Regions from separate parts of the Sus scrofa genome. Here region 1 is linked to region 2. Evidence: chromatin contacts called from public Hi-C data. All regions are on one chromosome and are shown on one strand. The core of a region is the stretch at or near the end of the contact, and the rest is flanking DNA. Distances in the headings are between cores, read along the strand shown. Region 1 overlaps GPAT3 (glycerol-3-phosphate acyltransferase 3). Region 2 overlaps LOC106507813 (a long non-coding RNA gene).

Evidence for each region. Hi-C and Micro-C count contacts between places; a contact is called where the count stands out from the background.
Region 1: a contact with region 2 is called in a Hi-C map of skeletal muscle, with 1.7 times the contacts expected there. The contact joins two enhancer-like sites. A contact is called at or near these places in 9 of 47 Hi-C or Micro-C datasets (alveolar macrophages, embryonic fibroblasts, fetal heart ventricle and 3 more) and 1 of 2 datasets of contacts at active chromatin or transcription factors (skeletal muscle).

The regions. Positions count from the first base shown.
Region 1 is chr8:134,967,514-134,971,094 of Sscrofa11.1, reverse strand. All of the region lies in intron 2 of GPAT3 (glycerol-3-phosphate acyltransferase 3), which reads left to right. Among named protein-coding and RNA genes, the nearest start is that of GPAT3, 33 kb to the left of the region's middle. Within about 2 kb of position 1,859, at least 3 of the 83 cell types and tissues checked have an H3K27ac peak or open chromatin away from gene starts, as enhancers often do. A contact at or near this core is called in skeletal muscle, where this site is marked.
Region 2 is chr8:134,897,707-134,901,559 of Sscrofa11.1, reverse strand. All of the region lies in intron 1 of LOC106507813 (a long non-coding RNA gene), which reads left to right. Among named protein-coding and RNA genes, the nearest start is that of GPAT3, 100 kb to the left of the region's middle. Within about 2 kb of position 1,424, at least 12 of the 83 cell types and tissues checked have an H3K27ac peak or open chromatin away from gene starts, as enhancers often do. A contact at or near this core is called in skeletal muscle, where this site is marked.

The DNA.
Region 1 (3,581 bases), core at 610-3,109, 69 kb before region 2:
GGCTGTTTATGACAGAAAGTCAAAGAAAAGCTACTAAAGCAATATGCTTTTCAGTTAACTTAATTCTATAGCAACTCTCTGGGATGGGTCTGTCACTATTCCTGTTGACAGAGAGGTGATTTGTCTGGGTGGTGGCATGCAGCTGCCAGTGGTAGGATCAGGATTTTAATTTAAATCTAGAGTCTGAATTCTTGCGCTGTCAGGATGACAGCGTCTGGGAGAGACCCTTTGCTCTCTTGCTACAGATGATGGCCAGCGGTTGTTTGAGTAGACCTTACCTTTTGAATTTTTATGTAAATGTATACATTTTTCCTTTCCCTCTCCTTAGTCAATTCTTCTTTTTTTTTGGGGGGAGGGTCTTTTTAGGGTTGCTCCCATGACATATGGAGGTTCCCAGGCTAGGGGTCCAATTGGAGCTGTAGCCACCGGCCTACATCACAGCCACAGCAATGCCAGATCTGAGCAGTGTCTGCAACCTACACCACAGCTCACAGCAATGCCCGATCCTTAACCCACTGAGCAGGTCCAGGGATCAAACCTGCAACCTCATGGTTCCTAGTCAGATTCGTTTCTGCTGCGCCGTGATGGGAACTCCTTAAATGTCTTTTTAGTATGAAAACTGAAAGTTGAATTGTCTAGGTGACAGTGTCACTTTTTTGACAGCTTTTGGCCTAAACTTTAAAAATTAGACTAAACCCTTTCTTCTCAGTGAATTGTGGACAGCTACTTGTTTCCTTCCACGAGGATTCTGAAATTAGGAGGAGTGAAAATCTGAATGAAAGCTGTCACTCTCCTTAGTAGGGGAGTGATATGGGGTAGGGGGATCTGGGCGTGTTAGAAGCTGTTATCTTCAGGGCCCTTTGCAGACAGAGCTGCTGCTTTCATGGTACCTTGAGGCAGATGTGTCTGTCCTGTGGTACCTCGAGGGAGTTAGAACCTCTGAAGAGAACTTCTGCCTCTGTGTTGGGGCTTACCTGATCAGCTAGAGAGGCTGGTGTGGTAAAAGAGAAACAGCTGTTAATTGGGAGATGCACTGATGGTCTGGAAAAAACTGATCATTTTGGTGCCCACATAAAGCGGGACGTGGGGAAGGAGGAGGACGCCAACATTTTTCTACCATATGACCGATTGTGTGGTGGTCCTTGGCTAGGTTATCTCCTTTAATCTTTTTTTTTTTTTTTTTGCTTTCCAGGGCCACACCCACAGCATATGGAGGTTCCCAGCCTAAGGGTCAGATCAGAGCTATAGCTGCCGGCCTACGCCACAGCAATGCGGGATACGGGCTTTATCTTTGACCCACACCCAGCTCACAGCAATGCTGGATCCCCAACCTGCTGAGCGAGGCCTAGGATCAAACCTGTGTCCTTAGGGATGCTAGTCGGATTCGTTTCCCCTGCGCCACGACGGAAACTCCCTATCTCCTTTCATCTTTACAACCACCTTGATGCTGTTTAGAGATGATGAAACTGAGGCCACGGGAGGTTGAGATCTTGTCTGAAAGGGTGAGAGCAAGGCAGTGGCACAGCTGCAGGTCGTGTGTACGTCTGCATGTTGGGCTTCAGAATGTGGGCCTTTGGTCACTTTCACTGGAGAGTCGGCCCCCGAGACGGAAATTGGGGTTTCCTGTCCAGATTCCCCTTGGCACTAGGTGACTTAAAACCTGCTGGTCTCCAGCACTGCAACAGACTTTGGCGTTAGCATTTCAGGAGAGGATCTGTTTTCTGAAACGTGTGTGATGATGGGACAGGGAGCTCTTTGGAGCGCCTCGTGCTTTTGGAGGACGGCCCTGGCATGAGTGTGCTGCCGCCAGGAAGTTCCGCAGACTGGGCGGCTTAGACCATGAGCATTTATTTTCTCACAGCTCTGGAGGCTGAAGTCCAAGATCAGGGTATTGGCAGGTTGGGTTTCTGCTTCGGCCTCTCCGCTCGGCTTGTAGATGGTGCCGTCTTGCTGTGTCCTCTGCACAGGCCCTGGCTCTCTTCCTCTTCTAAGGACACTTCACCCTAAGGGCCTCATTTTAAACTTAGTCACCTTTTTAATGGCCAATTTCCAGTAGAGTCACATTCAGAGGGGGCTGGGGTTAGGGCTTCAACACATGAATATCTTTCAGAAGGGTGGGGGATACACTTAAGCACGTAATAGCCACAGAATACCAATATCTTCCATCATATGAGCATGGACTAATTGTCTTCGTCTAAGGGAAATATCATTTATATAAAATACAGGGAGTTCCCATCGAGGCTCAGCAGTTAACGAACCCGACTAGTATCCATGAGGTCGGGGATTCGATCCCTGGCCTCGCTCGGTGGGTTAAGGATCTAGCATTGCTGTGAGCTGTGGTGTAGGTCACAGCGGTGGCTCGGATCCCACATTGCCGTGTCTGGGTGTAGGCCAGTGGCTAAGGCTCTGATTCAACCCCTAGCCTGGGAACCTCCATGTGCCACGGGAGCAGCCCAATAAATGGCAAAAAGATGGGAAAAAATTGTAAAATATAAAGATCACACACCCACAATAGAAAAAAAAAGTGAACTCCAGAATAAGGGTGATTGATTATTTACAAAATTTTATTTTCATCGTATCGTTGGTCTACTTAACAACTGATAATAGACTTTTAAATGAAAAACTATGGAAAATAAACCTTTACCTCTATTGAGAAAAGGTGGGAGGTTAGAGCTTGAGAATTCCTTCCCCAGTTCATCAAGGAAGAGAAAAGAATGCAGCCAGTTTAAGACTCTGAGCCTGTTATCATTTGGGATTTGCCACTCGAAGCTGGGAAGATTAGGCCTCTATTTATAGGCTGTTTTCTAAGCATAACGTCATGTTCCTACTTTAATCTTTGGGATGTTGTGTGGGCACCTGACGTAGTCAGATCATGTGTTACTCCTTGACCATCATGTACATGTTTTAGGTTCTTTATTCTCTATCATTTGCTTCCTTATTTATTTGAAAAAAAATTTTTTTGACCTCTCTTTTTAATCTTTTCTAAGCTTAGCAGAAACAGGTTTTTGCCTTCACATATTTAATAAATTCTGTCTCTTTGCTCCTTCAGGGGTTCCCAAGTCCTAATTGTAGTTACCACAATGCCTTTACCTCTTGTTTCACTCTTCTCCCACCTCCCCAAATCAAGTCTTTTTAAACATTGTTAGCTTCTAGAATTATAATCATCTAAGTAATATTTTATTTTTTAGTTAAAATTTTTTTTTTTATTAAAGTCTGGTTGATTTACAAGGTTGTACCTATTTCTGCTGTAAAGTGATCCAGTCACACATATGTAAACATTCCCTTTTTTTTTTTTTTTTTGTCTTTTTATGGCTCAACCTGCAGCATATGAAGTTTCTGGGCTAGGGGTCCAATCGGAGCTGTATATAGCTGCTGGCCTACACCACAGCCACAGCAATGCCAGATCTGAGCTGCATCTGCATCCTACAGCACAGCTCATGGCAATGCCAGATCCTTAACACTCTGAGTGAGGCCTGGGATCGAACCCGAGTCCTCATGGATACTAGTCAGGTTTGTTACCACTGAGCCACAGTGGGAACTCCCAACATTCCTTTTCTTATATTATCTCTCGTCTAAGTAAT
Region 2 (3,853 bases), core at 175-2,674:
AGGTTTAAATAGAAAGTCCAATAAACCTTGTTGAATGTTTACAGGATTTAAATGTCTCCCTCAGACACTTTTTTGGACAGCATCAACTATTAAGCTAATTAAGTATTAGTGTAATTAAACCTGAGTCCAGCTAAGGTAGGTGATTGTGCCCAGGAGCTTCTGGCAGCTTCCTGCCGGGTGTAGAACACCTGTCTGAGGCAGAAAGAGCAGTGTGTGTGTTGCCCCAGACGGTGTGAGGCAGGGCAGTGTTAGCACAAACTCAGAGAAACTGGAGGGAGACTTGCAGAAGTCTCCCTCTCCCTTTTTAGAGTGAGATGGAGAAAAAGAGCATTTGAGGCCCTGAATCTCTCTCATTGTTTATTTATGTATTTTGCTTTTTTTTGTTTTGCTTTGTTTTTTGTCTTGTCTAGGGTTGCACCCATGGCATATGGAAGTTCCCAGGCTGGGAATCCAATCAGAGCTGCAGCCACAGCAAAGCCAGATCTGAGCCGCATCCACAACCTACACTGCAGCTTGCAGCAACGCCGGATCCTTAACCCACTGAGCAAGGCCAGGGATCAAACCTGTATCCTCACAGATACTGGTCGGATTTGTTTCCACTGTGCCACAATAAGGACTCCCTGTCATTGTTTATTATTATTATATTATTTTCTTTTTAGGGCCATACTTGCAGCATATGGAAGTTCCCAGGCTAGGGGTTGAGTTGGAGTTGCAGCCACCATCGTACACCACAGCCACAGCAACTCAGGATCTGAGCCACATCCTCAACTTATACCACAGCTCACGGCAACGCCGGATCCCACTGAGGGAGGCCAGGGATAGAACCCGCATCCTCATGGATACTAGCTGGGTTCTTATCCCACTGAGCCAGCAGGGGAACGCCCTTTCCTTAGTAACCTTTGCCTGATTCTACCCTGTGGCCTGAAGGAGGCCTCCATCCTCAGCAGCAAACACACGCATTTCCTTAGGCCGCGGATGTTAGACGTGGCTGTGGACCCACCACTCCGACTCCCAGCACAAAGGGGATCATTGAACAGACTTTCAAAGGGGCTTAGTAATCCTGGGAGTTAGCGGTTCTGCAGTGCCTAGTTAGACTTTGAGGGGGAGCTGAGGAGGCAGGTATCAGCGCTTTTCTTCTGTAAACAAACTCCTGTTGTCAGGAGAGAGAGCGATGCTTTGCAGAAGAACAACCGGCAGAAACTCAGAATGCATAAACCATGACAGCCTGCAATAAAGCCCTGTAAAAAGTAACCCATTTTCTCACTGTGCCCTGGGGATTGCCATCTGTGTTAAAGAAAAACATTTCGGTGTTTTTCTCTGACCTTGTTTTCTCTTGATCTTTTATTTTCTTCTATTTATAGTGTGATTCTTTCAACACTCAGCCTGGCTTTGCCTCTGCTCGGTTCATTTTGCTTTGCTATTTTTAACACGTTGTTGGGGTGGTTTTGGATCAAAGTCTTGTGTCTTGGCAGCATAAGCCATTCAGCCAACAAAGGCATAGTAGTCACTGAAGTGACGCCAGATCAGAATTTTTTTTAAGTGTAAGCATTTCAAGTGGTTATGTGAATTCTGGTAAGATTTGCTTTGGAGAAAGAAGCATTTATTTCCTAGTACTGATCTCATTTCCTTCTAAAGTGGTCTCCTCAAATAATTGCTTGCATCATTAGAAGAAAATTCAGTTTCCTAGACACAAGCCAAAGTCTGAGGCTAAAAGTTCAACTGCATCTGCTAAGAAAGTAAATAACGTATTGGCAACTTTTTTTTTTTTTTTAAACTAATGGGAAATTGCTACATGGCCACAGGTTTTATTTTTTTTATTATCTATTTATTTTTTTTTCTACTTAAAAAAAATTTTTTTATTACTCAAATGAATTGATCACATCTGTAGTTGTATAATGATCATAACAATCTGATTTCACAGGATTTCCATCCCACAGCCCAGGCACATCCCCCCACCCCCCAGGCCACAGGTTTTAAAGTTCTTCCTTCTTTCTGCTCCTGATAAATTCCAATTCAGGAGATTTTGTTCTACTCCTGTCATACTTACAGATGAAATTAAGAGAGTGGATCTTCTGGAATAGTTCAAAATACTTTGCTGGCTAATCACCTGTCCTATATCTGTAGCCCAACTTTCTGAACAAAAGCTTAGAGACATTGATTCATTCATTCCTTCAGTGGTCACTGAATTAGAACCTTTCCCCAGGACCCTCTGATTGGGAAGGAACAAATGTTAATTTTTCACCTGGGTGGGCCGATTGCCTGTGGGTGTGTCCTTGGTGCAGGTGCTAAGGTTGCCAGCAGATCTTTCTCTGGTCTCAGGCTAGATGTCCCTACCTTCTCTTGGTGGTGAGGGTGGAGGGCGGCCAGGGCTGGTGAGTCAGGCTTTTGAGCCCTGGGTTCTGCGGCTGCCCACTGGGGCTCCTTGCGGAGGGGCTAGATGTGGCCCCTGCCATGTTGGCCGATTTGCCAGTGGCCAGGAGAAGTGCTCGGCATTATTTAGAAACGCCTGAGTTCAAATAAGGGTGAGGGAGATGGTGTTTCTCCTTGCCTTCCTCACTGCCCCCTCCACTAGATTCATGTAATTTCCTGGAAGGGAAAGGAACTTGACCTGCTGTGGCTTCAACAGGTGGATCTGTTTGAGCCACACCACCAAGAATTGGTGACCAGCCAGGTATGCCTTTCTTACTCTTCGAGGTGCAACAGTCATTGCTGCTGTGTGTTCTGTGTACCAGGGACTCCAGCTCTACCAGTAAAAATTCTCATCCTCATTTTCAGATGGAGAGAAGTGAGGTCCGCGGAGCTGAGGGGGCCCACCTAAGGCCCACAGTTTGAGAGATGGAGCCACACTTGCTACACTTTGAAGACATTTCTCCCATAAATATTTTACTGCTGTATTTTTCAAATGTGCTGCCACTCCTCATCCCTTGTTTTCTGTGAGTCTAGTGGTTTGCGGTGGAGTTTTCATTGCTTTCCTACCTTATGGACATTGTATGTCCTTTGGTTCTTCTTTCTCACTTTGTCTCCTCATCAGCGTGGCTGGCAACACCTGAGCCTTCTTTGCCCTCTCCTGCCCCCTCCACGCAACTGGATTCTTACTTTAAAATCACTCCCTTGATTTCCTATTGTGACTCAGCGGTTGATGAACCCGACTAGTATCCATGAGGTTGCAGGTTTGATCCCTGGCCTTGCTCAGTGGGTTAAGGATCTGGCGTTGCTGTGAGCTGGAGTGTAGGTTGCAGACACGGCTTGGATTCTTGTTGCTGTGGCTGTGGTGTAGGCCAGCAGCCACAGCTCCAATTGGACCCCTAGCCTGGGAACGTTGGTATGCCATGGGTGGGGCCCTAAAAAGACAAAAAAAAAAAAAAAAAAAAAAAACCCACTCCCTTCTTTTCTTTTTTTTTTTTTTTGTCTTTTTGCTATTTCTTTGGGCCGCTCCCACGGCATATGGAGGTTCCCAGGCTAGGGGTCAAATCGGAGCTGTAGCCACTGGCCTACACCAGAGCCACAGCAACGCAGGATCCGAGCCGCGTCTGCAACCTACACCACAGCTCACGGCAACGCCGGATCGTTAACCCACTGAGCAAGGGCAGGGACTGAACCCGCAACCTCATGGTTCCTAGTCGGATTCGTTAACCACTGCGCCACGACGGGAACTCCATCCCTTATTTTCTTAGTCCCAGTTGTCACCGTTCAGGCAGAATCCAGACTTTTTCAGTCTGTTGCTAGATTATAGCAGTCTTAGAATTAAAATTCTCTAAATCTGATGCCGCTATTAGATCTAGTTTCCCCAAACGCCCCTTTCATCATTTCTTGGTTCCTTATGAGATACCGAACACAGGCCAATTCCTTAGCC